Regions from separate parts of the Zea mays genome. Here region 1 is linked to region 2. Evidence: chromatin contacts called from public Hi-C data. All regions are on one chromosome and are shown on one strand. Each heading gives the region's core, a stretch centred on a gene start, on an enhancer-like site or on the middle of the called end of the contact. The rest is flanking DNA. Distances are from core to core; before and after follow the strand shown.

Region 1 (7,233 bases), core at 1,310-3,809, 370 kb after region 2:
CAGTACTCCATGCATGAATTTTATTTTATCTTCTGATATGCACTTTATGTGTTTACTTTGCAGGTGATTCCACATTGGTGCGCCGCACATCCTCTCTGCTGGGAGCAGATGGTGGATAGGTGGTGTTCGGCTGAGTGGGACGAGGCGCACACAGCTAGCCGGGAACGGCGTTTGCAGATGCAAGGCCCCTCGCACCACCAAGGCAGCCGGAGCCTGGGCCAATATGCCGAAGCATGGGTACGCCACCTTTTTTATTTAGATATATAGCACTAAGTTAGATATTATTTCTAACTATCTCGTTGGTTTTCGTTGCAGTCGGCGTCACATGGTGGCAGGCCTTGTTCCACCTTCTCGGCCTATGCTATGGCCCATAAGGGTAAGGCGACGTCCGACGTCACCTACAACCCGAATGACGGGCCCGAGGCCTACACCAACCCCGCCGTCTACAGCCGCCTCCATGACTACACCGCCATGGCGCAGGAGGTCCATGGCCCAGACTATGATCCGAGCACCGAGCCTATCGACCCCGATGTGCTCATGAGGGTCGGAGGAGGCAAGAGACATGGGCGGTACTGGATTGCCGACGGGGCAATCGACTCGTCCTCCACTCCCACTCTGTCTCAGGTGAGAGCAAGGAGCACGGGCTCGAGCCCAGCCATTCGACCTCGGCACGACAGCTCACATCATCGCATACAGCAACTCGAGGTTAGTACTTCTATAACTCGTCCTTCCTTTAGTTATATATCTAGTCTTTGAGTTACTATAACGTTGGCTTGTAATATTACAGACCCAACTAGAAGAGATGGAGGCGAGGATAATGGCGGAGCGGGCGGCGGCTGATCAGAGGATGGCGGAGATGTTCCAGTACATGCAGAGCCTTGGCGCCGCACAGGGCATCGCTCCGCCACCTCCATTGTTCCCCCCAGTTGACCCTACTCTCTTCCACACTCCTGTGAGTATCAAAATTGTAGTTAGATGTTTGTAATGCATCTGGTATAACACATGCTATCTCTTCTCTGTGCAGGGGCAATCTGGGGCGGCATCCAACAACCCTCCGGAAGGGTTCAGCCCAACGCAACCCCGGCCAAACCGCCCACCTCCATGAGTCATTGTTTTAGACTTCAGAACTTATGTATAATACTTATGTTTCTGTTTGATACTTATGTGAGAGCTTGCGACGTTTGAGACTTATGTTTGTGTTTAATACTTGTGTTGAACACTTATGTTTGTGATGGATATTTATGTTTGTGGTCACGGTTTTATGTTTGTGTTGGCTATTTATGTCTGTGATGATATCTGTGATGTATATATGTGATATCTTCTGTTTGTGTGGATGGAAAACAAAAAACAAATAAAAAAGGTACATACTGGTCACTTTGCCGAGTGTAACACTCGGCAAAGAGGCTCTTTGCCGAGTGTCTGGGTCATAACACTCGGCAAAGAGCACAGACCTGGGCACCGGCTTAGGTTCTTTGCCGAGTGTTATGTCGCTGGCACTCGGCAAAGAGGTCTTCTTTGCCGAGTGCCAATTGGGACACTCGGCAAAGAGCCTGACATGGGGACCCTCCCTGGCGGGCTCTTTGCCGAGTGCTGCCAGGAGGACACTCGGCAAAGATATCTTCGTTGCCGAGTGTCAACGGTGACACTCGGCAAAGCCGCCGTCTCCGTCAACCGGCGCCGTAACGGTCGCTTTTCTTTGCCGAGTGCTCCCTGACACTCGGCAAAGATCTTCGCCGAGTGCCCGAGAAAAAGTACTCGGCAAAGAAGTCTTTGCCGATGCACTGTTTGCCGAGCCTTCTTTGCCGAGTGTTACACTCGGCAAAGCCTTTGCCGAGTGTTTTTAGGGCTTCGCCGAGTGCTTCCGGCACTCGGCGAAGCTATTGATTTCGGTAGTGCTTCATAGCACTATTTATTCATGGCAAACAACGGTTTATTGTTGGCGCGCAAGGTGCACTGTCGAGAGAACAACAAGAACCGAACACACAAGAAGCCAGTACGTAGTAGCACAACACACAGTACGTGAACCATGCACCGGCCGGCGGCCGGCCGGCGGCGGAAGAACGAAGCTATAGCAGCTAGCAGCAGCGCGCGTTCTTCCTCTCTAGCTAGCACTTGGGGCCGCACATGCCGAGGAAGGTGTCGGTGCACCTGAACTTGTTGTTGCCCGAGTAGGAGGCGTGCACGGCGACGACGCACTTCTTGCAGACGGGGTCGCAGTCCTTTTTGACGTCGTCGCAGGTGTAGAGCCCCGAGAAGGAGAAGTTGCAGTTGGTGCAGCACTTGAGCTGCCCCGGGTTGATGTCGATGGCCTTGCTCTCAACCAGGGCTGCACGCACGGACGCACGCATCAGTTCAGTCAGTACCAAACTACCGAGACAAATCAGAGCGTCGAGCCGTCGATCGAGAAGAAGCGTACCATTTTCTTTAGCCAAAGCGGCGAAGACGCCCATGACCAGAGCGGCCTGGAGGCACAGGATCAGCACCAGGTGTGGGCTGCTCTTCATGGTCTCGGACGAGCTGTTCTTCCTCTCTATATCCTCTCGTAGAAGCAAGCTTCGTTGCGCCAACAGCAGTGCACTGGAGGAAGCTACTTATAGGCGGCGCCGAGATCTGAACATGCATGGCATTGCCTGCCGCCGTGTAGTCCTCCTGCAATGGCATTTCTTTGGGGGGCGATGGATGGATAGACGCTTCCAGCTCATACATTTTGTTAGGCGGAACTTTGACTCATGGCGGCGAGTCGTATGGCATAACGAACCATCTCTTCCTCGTGATCATTTCCGATCATCCTCATCAGCGTATGTATTTGGTCCAAAATGGACGGAAGTGACGACGACGTGTTATCCGATCAGCACAGTTTTGTGGCTTGACGCGCAGCTGGTAGAAGCATCGGTTGATTGATCCTAGCCTTATTCACCATTTCATGCGTGCGATTCACAATGAGGTAAAACAATGGAATATAGTGTGATGTACAGTGTATAGTAATAATCTTCCCCTCTCGATCTAATCAGGCAGTGCCTTGTATATTGTTGGACATATTTAAAACAACCGACTTGTGAAGAGTGGCGTGTCCTTAACTCTTAGTTATTAGCTTTCCCTGAAACAACCACCAATAAACAGTTTTTTTTTTCATTTTCTATTGTTAGTACTTAGTAGTAGTACTTGAATTGCCATGTTGTCGTGTAACTTTATTATTGTTGGGTGTAATTGCCCCATTATGATCTACTCCCTCCGTTTCGTTTTAGTTGTCACTGGATAGTGCAAAATTAAATTATCCAGCGACAACTAAAAAGAAACGGAGGGAGTAACTTTTACTTTCTCAATTTATATATCTGGTAGTTTCTTCAATCTGTTCCCCCTCTTTTTTCTAAAAAAGGAAAAATGACGGAGTATCTTTTTTTACCTGTGACAAAAAATCATCATTTTAGTAAAAAATGATTAGTAGGGTTCACTTAAGTGTAGTTAGGGTGTGACTGGTTGGATGTTTTCAGCTTATAGATTATACAATCTAGGTTATAATATAGATTATATAGTCCAAATTATAATCTGGATAGATTATAATCTACATGTATCTGTTTGCGGTAGCCTAGATTATACAAATATAGATTATTCGTAAGACAATCCTTGTTTGTTTAATTGATATTTGGTACAATTATGACATTCTATCACTAGAAACAGTAAGAGACGGCGACGCGATGAACGGCTAGCGGTGGTAAAAGAGATTGACAGCGAGAGGCACAGTGGAGAATCTGATTGTGTATTAGGTGAGGAAAGAAGAATGTAATATACTATAATTTCTATTTACATAACCATGGGTAGTTGGTCTTTTGCTAAAAATAATCTCCAATAAGTTACTCTTGAGGAGATTATGAGATTATCATAATCTGTGCTTTAGATTATATATATAATCTGGACTCATAATCTAGATGTTTGTTTATCTGCTGAATTATTTACGCTAGATTATATAATCTGAAGAGATTATAATCCAAAACAAATATGTCTTTACGCCAGACATGCCTACCATATGCAGTTATAGTACGTTTGGTTGGCTGCAAGAAGCGAGTTTGGGCGATGAGATGCAAATGGACGCCCGCAGCTCGGCTAGGGGAAGTTTGACTTTACCATAGGCATAGTGTGATAAAATAGAAGCTAAAAAAGTTTGACTTTACCGCAAATGACTACCCTATACCAACCACTATGTAAGGTAGTGTTTGGTTGAGGAGTCAAGTAGAACGGAGCCGTTCCATCCCTGATTCTAGGAACGGAGCCGCTCTGTTCTGCGTTTGGTATTCTAGAACGGAGCGGCTCTATTTTTTGTTTGGTTGCAGAGTGAACGGAACGGAGCGTGACTGTGAGAGCGGGATGGGAACGGAGCGGCTCTGTCCGGTTGATTTTTTGGAGCGGAATGGTTCCAGATCTGAGAAGAATATTCTCTAATTGGAGTCATTTCATTCTAGTTCCTTTGTAACCAAACAGCAACAAAACTGGAACAGAACGGCTCCGTTCTACTTGGCTCTCCAACCAAACACTACCTTAGGGTGAGAGAACCTTCACCCTACCATAGGATGAGATTTAAGGTAGATGGCTGCTGCTTTAGGCTGTTCTCACTCATACAACTTTAAATTTTTGCTCTAAAAAAATATTTCATCATTATCAGCAAAATTCTTTACTCTATACTACAATCATCTCCATTCATATTTACTCAATATCTCAACTTTATACGGACTACCCTATATTATTTTTTGCCAATTCTCTTCCATCCCCACACAACTACCTCCTCCTTTGTTTGCATATGTTGTCGCATGGTGCTGACGTGTGGAAGCAAAAGCCGACACAAAGATATATGGAGGGGGTCCGCACCAGGGGGAAAAATTGCTATTTTGGTCCTTCTAACGTGAGCTCTCTGCTATTATATGACCCTCTGTCTGTGACTTGTGGGATCATTTGTGTCTCTGATTTATGGGACTGGTGGTAAAATAGAGAAGTCCACAAATGAGAGTGACAAAATAGCAAATTCTGACAGGAGGCACATGGGGGACCAATGCTACCCTAATTCTATAGGACATGTTAGTTTTTTTAGCTAATTCTTATGTAAATAGTATAAAAAATATATTTCTAACAATCCCTTCTAATCTAATTTGGTCCCCCTAATTTTAGATTCTGGCTTCACCTCCGGTCTGCACTCTATAAATAACTTTTTTCTTGCTCGTCCCTGTTTTATAGTAGCCGGTAGCGTTTTTCGCTGCAACGCTTTTTTTACAGTAAATGCTTGACTTCAACTCCATAGAATAGTACATATATAAGGTACGTGACTGCGAACAACCTTACACCATAAATACTCTATACTTTTAGGGTGGGCATTGGCCTTATTATTCACCGCGGACAACACATCGCAACCAAACGTGTACCATGAGGAAGCTGAAGCTGATGAGAACGGTGGTACCAAATGCGTGACAGCACGGCGGGGACAAGGAACATGGGGATGGATAGGCATGACACACGCCGCGGCGACGCTGCTGTCGCCCAATAGCGGCCGTGTCGTTCTCTCCTCCAGTCCTCCTCTCGCCGGCTGCTTGTAACCTGACTCTTTGTTTCTGCTATGAAAGACGAAGCGTTTCACACTGCTGCGTGTACGAATGCACGATCCAGCAGTAGCTATATTCATTTTGGGCACCTTGTGTACCTGGAGGCGGCTATACAAGGTGACGATCAGGGGGAGAGGAAAAAAACGCCAGCGGTTTTGACGTCGCGACGTTGCATGAACAGTTCAGTGGTTGGTGACGAGTTTCACTGTCGTCTTGAGATTTTTAGCGCTCGCTGTGCTGACACCTGGGCGGCTAGCAGGCCGCATTCCCCAATTCGGTAACGGGCCGAGCGCTAACCAGTCGGCCTCCTCACGGACGGGCCTCGATATGGGCCAAAAAGTACATATGTGACTTACCTTATGTTCTGTATTTTAGTAGAAATGAGAGCATAGGCAATTCGCTCGTTCCGTTTATTTACTTTCATTTTGAGAAACTAGAATCTTACTAATAAAATAGACTATTTTTTTAGAATGTGACATTCCACCACTTTACAAAATTATCATATAAGACTATCTTAAATTCATGGGGTGAGAGATTGAAATTGATTCTATAGATTTACATGTTATTTTTTCGATGTACAACTTATAGCACACTCATCTACTTGCTTCGCTATAATATAAATATAGTATATAACTATCTCTCTCATATTATTTAGGATAATATACAAATATATTACATATATAAATATACGAAATTAATTAGTTTTGTCTAAATTATAATTATTAAAATAGAATTCAATTCCAATGAAACAAACGAAGCATAACAGAAAAAGCGAATAACGGAGAAGGGGACAATTGATGGTAATATAATTCCACACAAGACTATCTGACTATGGAGAGGAGGTAAAACAGAGAGAAGAATAGTTGAGCAGGAGATATATTTAAATATAAATAGAAAGTACGAATAGTTGTGCGCCGCAATGCAGAATGATTTGGCCTTGCACCGATGCCAGCAGCAACATTGTGCAGCCAGAAAGGAATGTCGTCTCACTACTGGTACTGGCTGCTGGTGTAGTATAAAAATTCAGGTGGCTCTGGCTGATATTGCTTGCCCAGTAGCTAGGCCGGTACATCCACCACCTTGCTAAGTTGCTAGCATTCTGAATTGGCAATCAGGGACGGAGCGGCCGTTATGGCGAAGTATAGCCTACGCCATACCTCAGTCCGACCCATTAGATGAGTAAAACCTAATTTCTCTAGTGGTCGGGCCCATCACCGGATCCACCCCGCGCACCAGGTCGCCAAGCTTCTGCGGCCGTCTCCCTACTTCGTGGCCGCCGACAGCTATCTCCTACAAACACCAATTGTCCAGCTTCTCGACGACGTGCCAGCGCTAGTCAGCCGCTAGCTCCGTGCTCGGCACGCTGCAGCCCGCCAGCCTCGAGCAGTCATGCACAGCGTACAGCTCCTGTCGCCGGCTACCGGAGCTCATCCGTTGGACCGCACCTCGCCGCGACCCTCCCCCTGGCTTCCCGAGCTCATCCATGGCCCGTGGCCGGTTGGCGGCTGCCCGAGCTCGATTGCGCCTCGCAGGTAGCAGCCTCGGTGCCTCCTCCACGTGGCCTCCTATTGAAGCAGTGAGGTTGTGTGCCTGTATGTATTAGAGTTTGAGATTTTTAGAGGAAGTCGCCACTGTCCACTGCCATTGT
Region 2 (7,628 bases), core at 1,242-3,741:
CACTCGGCGACACCGTCCGGTCCCTGCGCCCGGTTCACGTGGACCTCGCCCGGTCTCTGCAACTGCACTCCTCCACGGCCACGACCTGAGTGAAACAGCACTTGAGCACCACCAGACACGAGCAGCCGCGCAATAAACCGTCTTTTTTCCCCTTCTTTTTGACTTTTTTTTCGAAAGATTTCATAATTACAACCTTTCTGGTTTAAATTCATAAAATGGACGAGTGGTCAAGTTATAGTTCCTCTTTAGTGCGTGCGATCGAACTACGGTGGTCAAGTTAGAGCGAGCTTGAAGAGAGCGCAGAGTGCTGTCGTCGTCTTATGGACGTATAGACATTAGGTGACACGTACGAGCAACAGCGGATTTCGGATGAAGCGATGCCGACGAAGCGCGGCAAACCCGGGCTCGTCGTCTCGCGGCGGCGGATCTGGCGGGGGTAGAACGGAAACATCTCCTGCAAAAACCGGGTCCAGTCTCAGTGAGTACACGTACAGCGGGTAAGCCCACCGCTCTCGCCTAGCCCGTTGGTGGGCTCCACAACATCGTCAGCCTGGGGCGGTGCGGGGCCGGACTGGTACGCGACGCGAGGATGAAACGGACGTGGGGCCACAAGCCAGCAGCCGCACGGGGGGGGGGGGGGGGGGGGGGGGGGGGGGCACGCGCCGACGTGTTGTGTTGTGTTCTGCCCGGAGCCCTGGTGCCCGCTGCACTCGCCGGCTGGCAGGCACGTCTGGCTCGCGGCTGGCGCTCGCGCGCAACCCGAGGAGGCAGCCCCCCGAAGCGGCTCAATGAGCTAGCTGGGGCAGGGTGGCGACGGCTGACGAGCCGCGGTTGGTGGTGTGGTAGGCCGGGGGTCACGTGGTTGATGGCGGTATATGTATGGGAACCTAACCGCACGTCGGCCTACCGCTAGCTAAACGTGGACCAGGGCCAAACAAAAGCTATAGTACAACGAGAGCGGGGCTACGGGCTACGGCTAACCCACCCAGACCAGACGCGAAGGCTAGCTGCTGTGCTGACCGTTGGGCACCTCAAGGCTCAAGCCGAGCAAAGCAGAATCGCTGTCGGCTCTGGGCTCCGCTCGCGGACGCGAGTCGTGCAGGGCGCCGGACTTGAACCGCAGCAGATAGCGGACCCGAGAATCGAATTCAAACCAGAAAAACCGGGGGACGGGAAAAAAAAAGCGACACGCTCGTGCCGGATGGCCCCAGAGTCCCGATCTCGACGCCCCCCACGCCTTTTGCGCATAGACCCCCGCCACGATTCGTTATCCCGCGCTGCCTCTCGCGGTTAATTGTATTCGGAAAAGTGCCCCTGGGCGGGTCGGTTTTTAGTCCACCCACCGTTTTGCGCCGCGGACCCTGGGAGAGCTGGGTTTCGCAGGGGGAAGGGTGGGTGGGTGGGTCACATGCTTGGTGCTGCCTGGCTTCGGAGCGTGGCCTAGCCTAGCCTAGGTGGTTGGGTGCACCGTACATTTGGATCGGGTTGGGTTGGCTTTTGGCTCCCGGTGGTCCTGCGGTCATATGCGTACGGCGCGTCGAATCTTAAGACACACGGATGGACACAACCCTTCGAAATGCAGGATTTACAGAAGAAGAACTGATAATACTTTTCCTCTTATCTAGTCCCTCTATTTCCGGTATATGAATTGTAACTACTTTTTATTTTAGTCGTATTATAAAAGACGTGCTCCCTTTTAACATGCATGTAACAATAGCACTAGAGAGAGAATTAAATATATCTCTTGGCCTTTAAATTAGAGGTGCTTATGATTACACCTTATATAAATACAGAGGGAGTATATAGTTTCTCAGTTTATAAATTTTATTACCGACCATATATATTATACAGTGTGTGAAGTTCATAAAACACACAACAGCAGAAAATCTGTGAGGTTCAGAACCTACCTGTCTCTGAACGGATTTTTGACCGGGTTATTGCTGACCGCACCATGCAAGCACGTCCTCGAAATCTTTTTCAGACGGGAATAATACGCCTTTAAAAATATAGCTGGCTCCACCTCATCTTCCAAGCTAAAAAGAGACCCGCCCGAGCTAAAGACCCCCCCCCCCCCCCCCCCCCCCCCCACCGCTAACCAATACAGCCAGCCAGTCAGCCAGACAGACGGATGGATGGCTTTTCAAAGGTCAGAAAAGAAAAACCGTGACAGAAATATCGGAGGTGGCCGTCGCCGTTCAAACGCCCCAATCCACCACCCATCCAGTATTCCAGTCTAGGGAGGGCGTGGACAAAACAAAATAGGCAGGCGCGGGCGGCCACGGCCACGGCCACGCGACCCGGCCGGGCCTTCCGCCTTCCAGATGGCGTGCGGTGCCTCAGCCAGGCGCGCGCGCACCCATCACAGTCCCCGTCCGTCCGTGTCCGTGTCCGTGTCCGTTCGTCGCGGCGCGCGCAGCCCCCAACCGGCAACCAAATAAAGAAAAAGCTAGCAAAAGATAAGCTAACAAGCAGTAGTACTACTCCCTGGCTGCACCGCCACCACCGCACCAGACCAGACCAAACCAAACCGCGCGAGCGATTTTTGCGGCAAACCCCCTGCGAGAAACGTCGTCCGCAGAGCCACCCACCACGGGCAGGGCTATATAAGCCGGCCCCCCCAACTCGGCGTCGCTGCGCAAAACACCTCGCCTTTTGTACTCTTGCGTCTCTGCCCTCGCGTTATCGCCTTCGTCACGCTCGCTCGCCTGGCTGGCTTGTGCCTTGCCTTGCTCGGCGTACGCGAACGCAGCGAGAGGGAGGAGCAAGGAAATAGAGAGAGACAGAGAGAGAGAGAGAAAAAATCAAGTCATCCCCCTTTCCTCTGAGCTCGTTCCATGGAGAACTCTTCTCACAAGCGGGCGCGGGAGGCGGGCGACCTCGTCGCCGGCGGCTGCGGAGAGGAGGGCTCGCCGCAGGCCGACGCCAAGAGGCTGCGGCCGCAGGACCTGCTCGACATGCTGGAGGACGACACCGACGCGGCCGCGGCCGGCGACCTAGCGTCGGTCATGCGGAGCCTGGAGGAGGAGATAGCCAGCTTCGACGAGGCCGCGGAGGCGCCGGCGCCGGCGCCGGAGCTGGGCTTCCTGCTCGAGGCCTCGGACGACGAGCTGGGGCTGCCGCCCGCCTCCTCTTCGGAGGAGGAGGAGGCCGGGCGCGCGGGGGCGCCGTTCCCGCCCGCGCTCGACGGCCAGATCTGGGGCTTCGAGGACGAGATCGTGGACGGAGGCGGCTTCGGCGGCTACTCGCCGGAGGCCGCGGCCGCGGCCGCTGCCTCCGCCGCCGCCGCCGCGTGGGACGACGACGGCTTCGGCGCCGGCCTCTTCGCGTTCGGCGGCGACGACGCGTGTGGCCCGTCGGATCTCGCGGCCCTGCGCCACGAGACCATGCCCGCCGTCTGATGGCCATCCCCAGGGCCCAGGCAGCCGCAGCCAGTCGATTAGCCTTCCTTTTTTTTATTTTTACCTTTGTTGGCTAACCTTAGCGAGCGGGCACCCATTTTTTTGACCTGGATGTAAAGTTTTTAGAAGGGTGAAAAAACAGGGGGCGTGGAAAAAACTTGGGAGGAAGGTTCAGAGCAAGGGGAGAAGAAGATCAAAAAAAAAATCTGGAGATGGATTCTTCCTTCTTTTTTTGTCCCTGGAATTTATTTCTCGCTTCGGTAGAAAAAGCAAATAAGCAAGCAAGTATATAACGTTATTATATTAATTATTAATTATATTAATAAAATGATAAACAGTAAAGCCAGAAAGACAGATAATAATGCAACGATGGTTGCGTGGATGGAGATGGGCGATGACAGTGACACATGTGGCCGACGGAAGGACGCTGACCCAGTGACGTGACTGTGACTGCTCAAAAAAAGAATATCTTGATGAATTATGGACCGTGAAAAAAGGATGGAAATGCTTGGACGGTTCCACCACTCCAAAGTTGGAAGAATCCGACGGTCGATAGCACGCAAGTACGGTTGACCAGGAACAGGAAACTGTTTACTCTCTCTCTCTCTCCTAAAATAACTGCTTATTCTCTATCCTTGACGCCTTCCTCTCAAAATAATTAACCTATGTCCTAAAATAGCCTGTCACTCTCTTTTCTAAAATAATTAGCTCCTTTGTCTCATAATAATTAACCTGTCCTGAAGCTACTGTTTGTTCTCTACTATGCTAAAATAGATGACGCTTTCCTATCAAACGTTGAATGACTCAAATTTAGTCTCAAAATAGTTGGCCCCTCAAAAATAATTATTTATTCTCTGTGTCCCGAACCAATTGATGTCTTCATCTGAAAAAAAAAATAAAATATCGTAGGATCTAAATCCAGTCCCAGAATAGTTGGTATTATGTCTCTCTCTGTCAATGCACCTTTATCTTGTGCTGCCAATATATCTTTTCATTTTACCAATACATCTTTATCTCTAATTACCTCTTATCTCTTCTCTACTTGTTTTACGTGCATTATAAATTTAAGAATCCGTTTAGATAAGAAGTGAGGTGGAATAAAGTCGTTCTATTTCGTGTTTGATGGACGAGCGGACCGAGGGAAGCAACTCTAGATCGGGAATATTCTCAGCTCGAGCCCTCCAGCTCGCTCCAAAAAATTGATAGAATGTCACTGTTCCACTTCTTCCTCTTGCTTTGCCGTGGATCTAAACAAAGAATAGAACGATTTTGTTCCTCTAATTTAATCTGGATTACAACCATACTCTCGTGGGTCTCCCACCAAACAGGCCGTACTAAAACCTAGAAAAAACTATGTTCAAATTGGAAAAAAAAGGTATGATAGCCGCATTAACAAAGGCTTGTACATAGATAAGGTCTAGAAAAACGAATGGACCAAAACAAATGATCTCCTACGAATACGAAGAGCGTACTTGGATTTCATCCTTGTGCCCCCCACCAAACACGTCTATAAAGACGTGGCTTCTTCGTCGTCTTCCTATAAAGACGTGTATGGTAACTTTTTATGATGTCGTGACGTCATCATGCATTTATATTTATATTCGCGTTTGCAAAGACGCCAGGAGTTCCTCCACCCGCAAGACGCGCGGGGGGGGGGGGGGGGGTTTCTTGCCCGTTACACGAAACGAAGGAAGGAAGCATCGGCACCAACCGACGACGAAAGAAACCAGGCAAAGGCACATGCCATGCCGCGCGCCGGCGTGGAGGCACTCCGAGCCCGTACGGAAGGTAGGCACGCCGCGCGCCACCGAACGAACGACTGGAGCCGGGGCCTGCATGGGGCATGCCGTCGACTTCTCTCTCTCTCTCTCTTTTTCCCCTTGCCGAGACGAAACGGATCCAGTCCAGTCCAGTCCAGTCCAGCACACACCACAGCACCGAACCGGCCGGCCGGCGCTGGCGCATGTGTGGTCCGCTTGGCGGGCCAAGCGAGGTTGCCGCCGCGTGCACGGCCGATCACAACGGGCGGTAGGCGCTGGCACGGCTCGCCCAGGCCCTGGCCCCGGCCCCTCCTCCCGGCACCAACCATCCCGCTGGAACGCATGATACATACATCCATCCTCAACTGACCTGCTGTTTCTCCCGGCTCCCTTGGCGTTGATTGTGCCGTGCCTGCCGCTGTGGCCGATCACGCCCAGATCATCTATTCGATTCCCTTGCACTGGCGCCGTTCGCCTGGGCTCGTGCTCCCCCCGTCGGTTGGACTCGGAGAGTCGCCGTCGCCGTCGCCGCCGCAGTAGCTGAGGGAGCTTACGCGCACGCACCGGCCGGCAGCGTCGGTTGACGGTTGGGATGAAAAGGTGGTTGGATTGGAATTTGGATTGGATCGCATCGGGGCAGGAAGCGGGCGAGGCGAGCACATGCCTGCGTGGCCGGGACCTGCAACGCCTGCACTGCACGCTAGCAGCAGAAGGGAGTTGGCAATCAATTCGTGGGGAAAAAAAAGAAGTGGTGTGGTGTGGTGGTTGAGCTGGGATCTTGGGGCACCTGCACGACTGCCTGTCCGCGAGATCTCGAGGGCTGATGAGGAGACCATGCCGCATGAGCATGGCCGGCCGGCAGGCAGGCTGGACTTCCTCAACGCATAGTATAACTTAACATTTATTTATGTTGTTACATACATGGACTTTTTCTGACAGTGCCCTATTTTATAAATCTTTATAAAAAGATTAGGGCACAACGTGAATTGAACTAAATATACTATATCCTGGTTAGCGCCCTATCCTTATTTTCTTATATCGTTCTCAACCTTTTTTTTCTAATAATGTTAGTTGAAGCTCAATTTGTTTTTAGTGATCTAAACATTTTAAATGATGTAGTATTTTAATTTTTCGGCACTAGTTTAAGGCACCTGGTTGGAGATGCTTTTGAGTATCTTCAACTAATAATAACTTAAACTAGTGCCCTATTTTCAAATATAGGGCTCATCTAATAAACACTGATAATGTAATTTATTTTCTAAAATAATGTAATTTATTTCCTAAAATACATGATTTAGTGCTTATCTGTTGGAGCTTATTTTGCTTTTAACACCCTAAACACTATAGATGATATAATATTTTATATTTTTGGCACTATTTTAAGATACCTTGTTGGGCACTATCACGTGGATGAGTTGACAGGTGGACTCAAACACTCGGGGAACAGGTGAGAGCTCAGATGCACAACGAAACAAACTGGGGAAATTGTCGCTTCTCGTCATGCGTGTTCCATCCAGCTACAAGACAGTGATAATTATAGGCTTCTCCGGGGGGTAGGTGGTAAAAAATACAGTCCTACCCTCAGCTACCAACTACATCCAAGGAATATCCCCTGCTACGGGTTAATTACAGTAATGTTCGTATAATAATTTGCTCACACCAGACAACACACCCCTCACACTACGCTGACAGGTGGGCCCTTCTCGATGTCTTCTATTATGCCGGAGGTGTTTGGGGTCGACTTGTGGCTTTCCCCCTAAGGCCTTCGTGTCTTCGCTCCCTCTGGTTGCGCCTGGCCAGATGACAGAAGTCCTTTATGAAAGGGAAATAGGGTCAAACCTTTTCCTAATTGATTTTGGTGGTTGAACTGCCCAACACAAATAATTGGACTAACTAGTTTGCTCTAGATTATATGTTCTACAGGTGCCAAAGGTTCAACACAAACCAATAAAAAGAACAAGTTAGGGTTCAAAAGAAAGGAGCAAAAGAAAACCAAAGTGTGCCCTGGTCTGGCGCACTGGACCGTCCGGTGTGCCACCGGACAGTGTCCGGTGCACCAGGGACCGTACCTCTGAACTTGCCACCTTCGGGTTTCTGGTGAGCTGCTCCGCTATAATTCACCGGACTGTCCGGTGTAGCACCGGACTGTCCGGTGCACAAAGCGGAGCAACGACTACTGCACCAACAGTCGTCTGCAAAAGTGAACAGTGCGTGAGCAGTTCACGCAGAGTCAAAGTAGCGCCAGAAGGCGCACCGGACAGTGAACAGTGCCTATCCGGTGCCCCAAGATGTCAGAGCTCCAACGATAGAAACCGTCAGAACCCTAACAGTTGGGTGACGTGGCTGGCGCACCGGACCCCAACGGCAGTTTTGGTGGTTGGGGCTATAAATATCCCCCAACCACCACTATTCAAGGCATCAAAGTTTTTCAGACATCTCACTCATTACAAGAGCTAGTGCATTCAATACA

Evidence for each region. Hi-C and Micro-C count contacts between places; a contact is called where the count stands out from the background.
Region 1: a contact with region 2 is called in a Hi-C map of ear, with 4 times the contacts expected there. The contact joins the promoter of LOC542729 here to the promoter of LOC103634790 in region 2. A contact is called at or near these places in 7 of 25 Hi-C or Micro-C datasets (bundle sheath, ear, endosperm and 3 more).

Annotation. Positions count from the first base shown.
Region 1 is chr8:12,718,933-12,726,165 of Zm-B73-REFERENCE-NAM-5.0, forward strand. LOC542729 (wound induced protein 1) reads right to left here and starts at 2,560. Exons shown (of 2, transcript NM_001154892.2): 1 at 2,417-2,560; 2 at 1,930-2,326. The coding sequence starts at 2,504. The coding sequence ends at 2,106.
Region 2 is chr8:12,353,911-12,361,538 of Zm-B73-REFERENCE-NAM-5.0, forward strand. LOC103634790 reads left to right here and starts at 2,492. Exons shown (of 1, transcript XM_008657382.4): 1 at 2,492-3,686. The coding sequence starts at 2,835. The coding sequence ends at 3,398.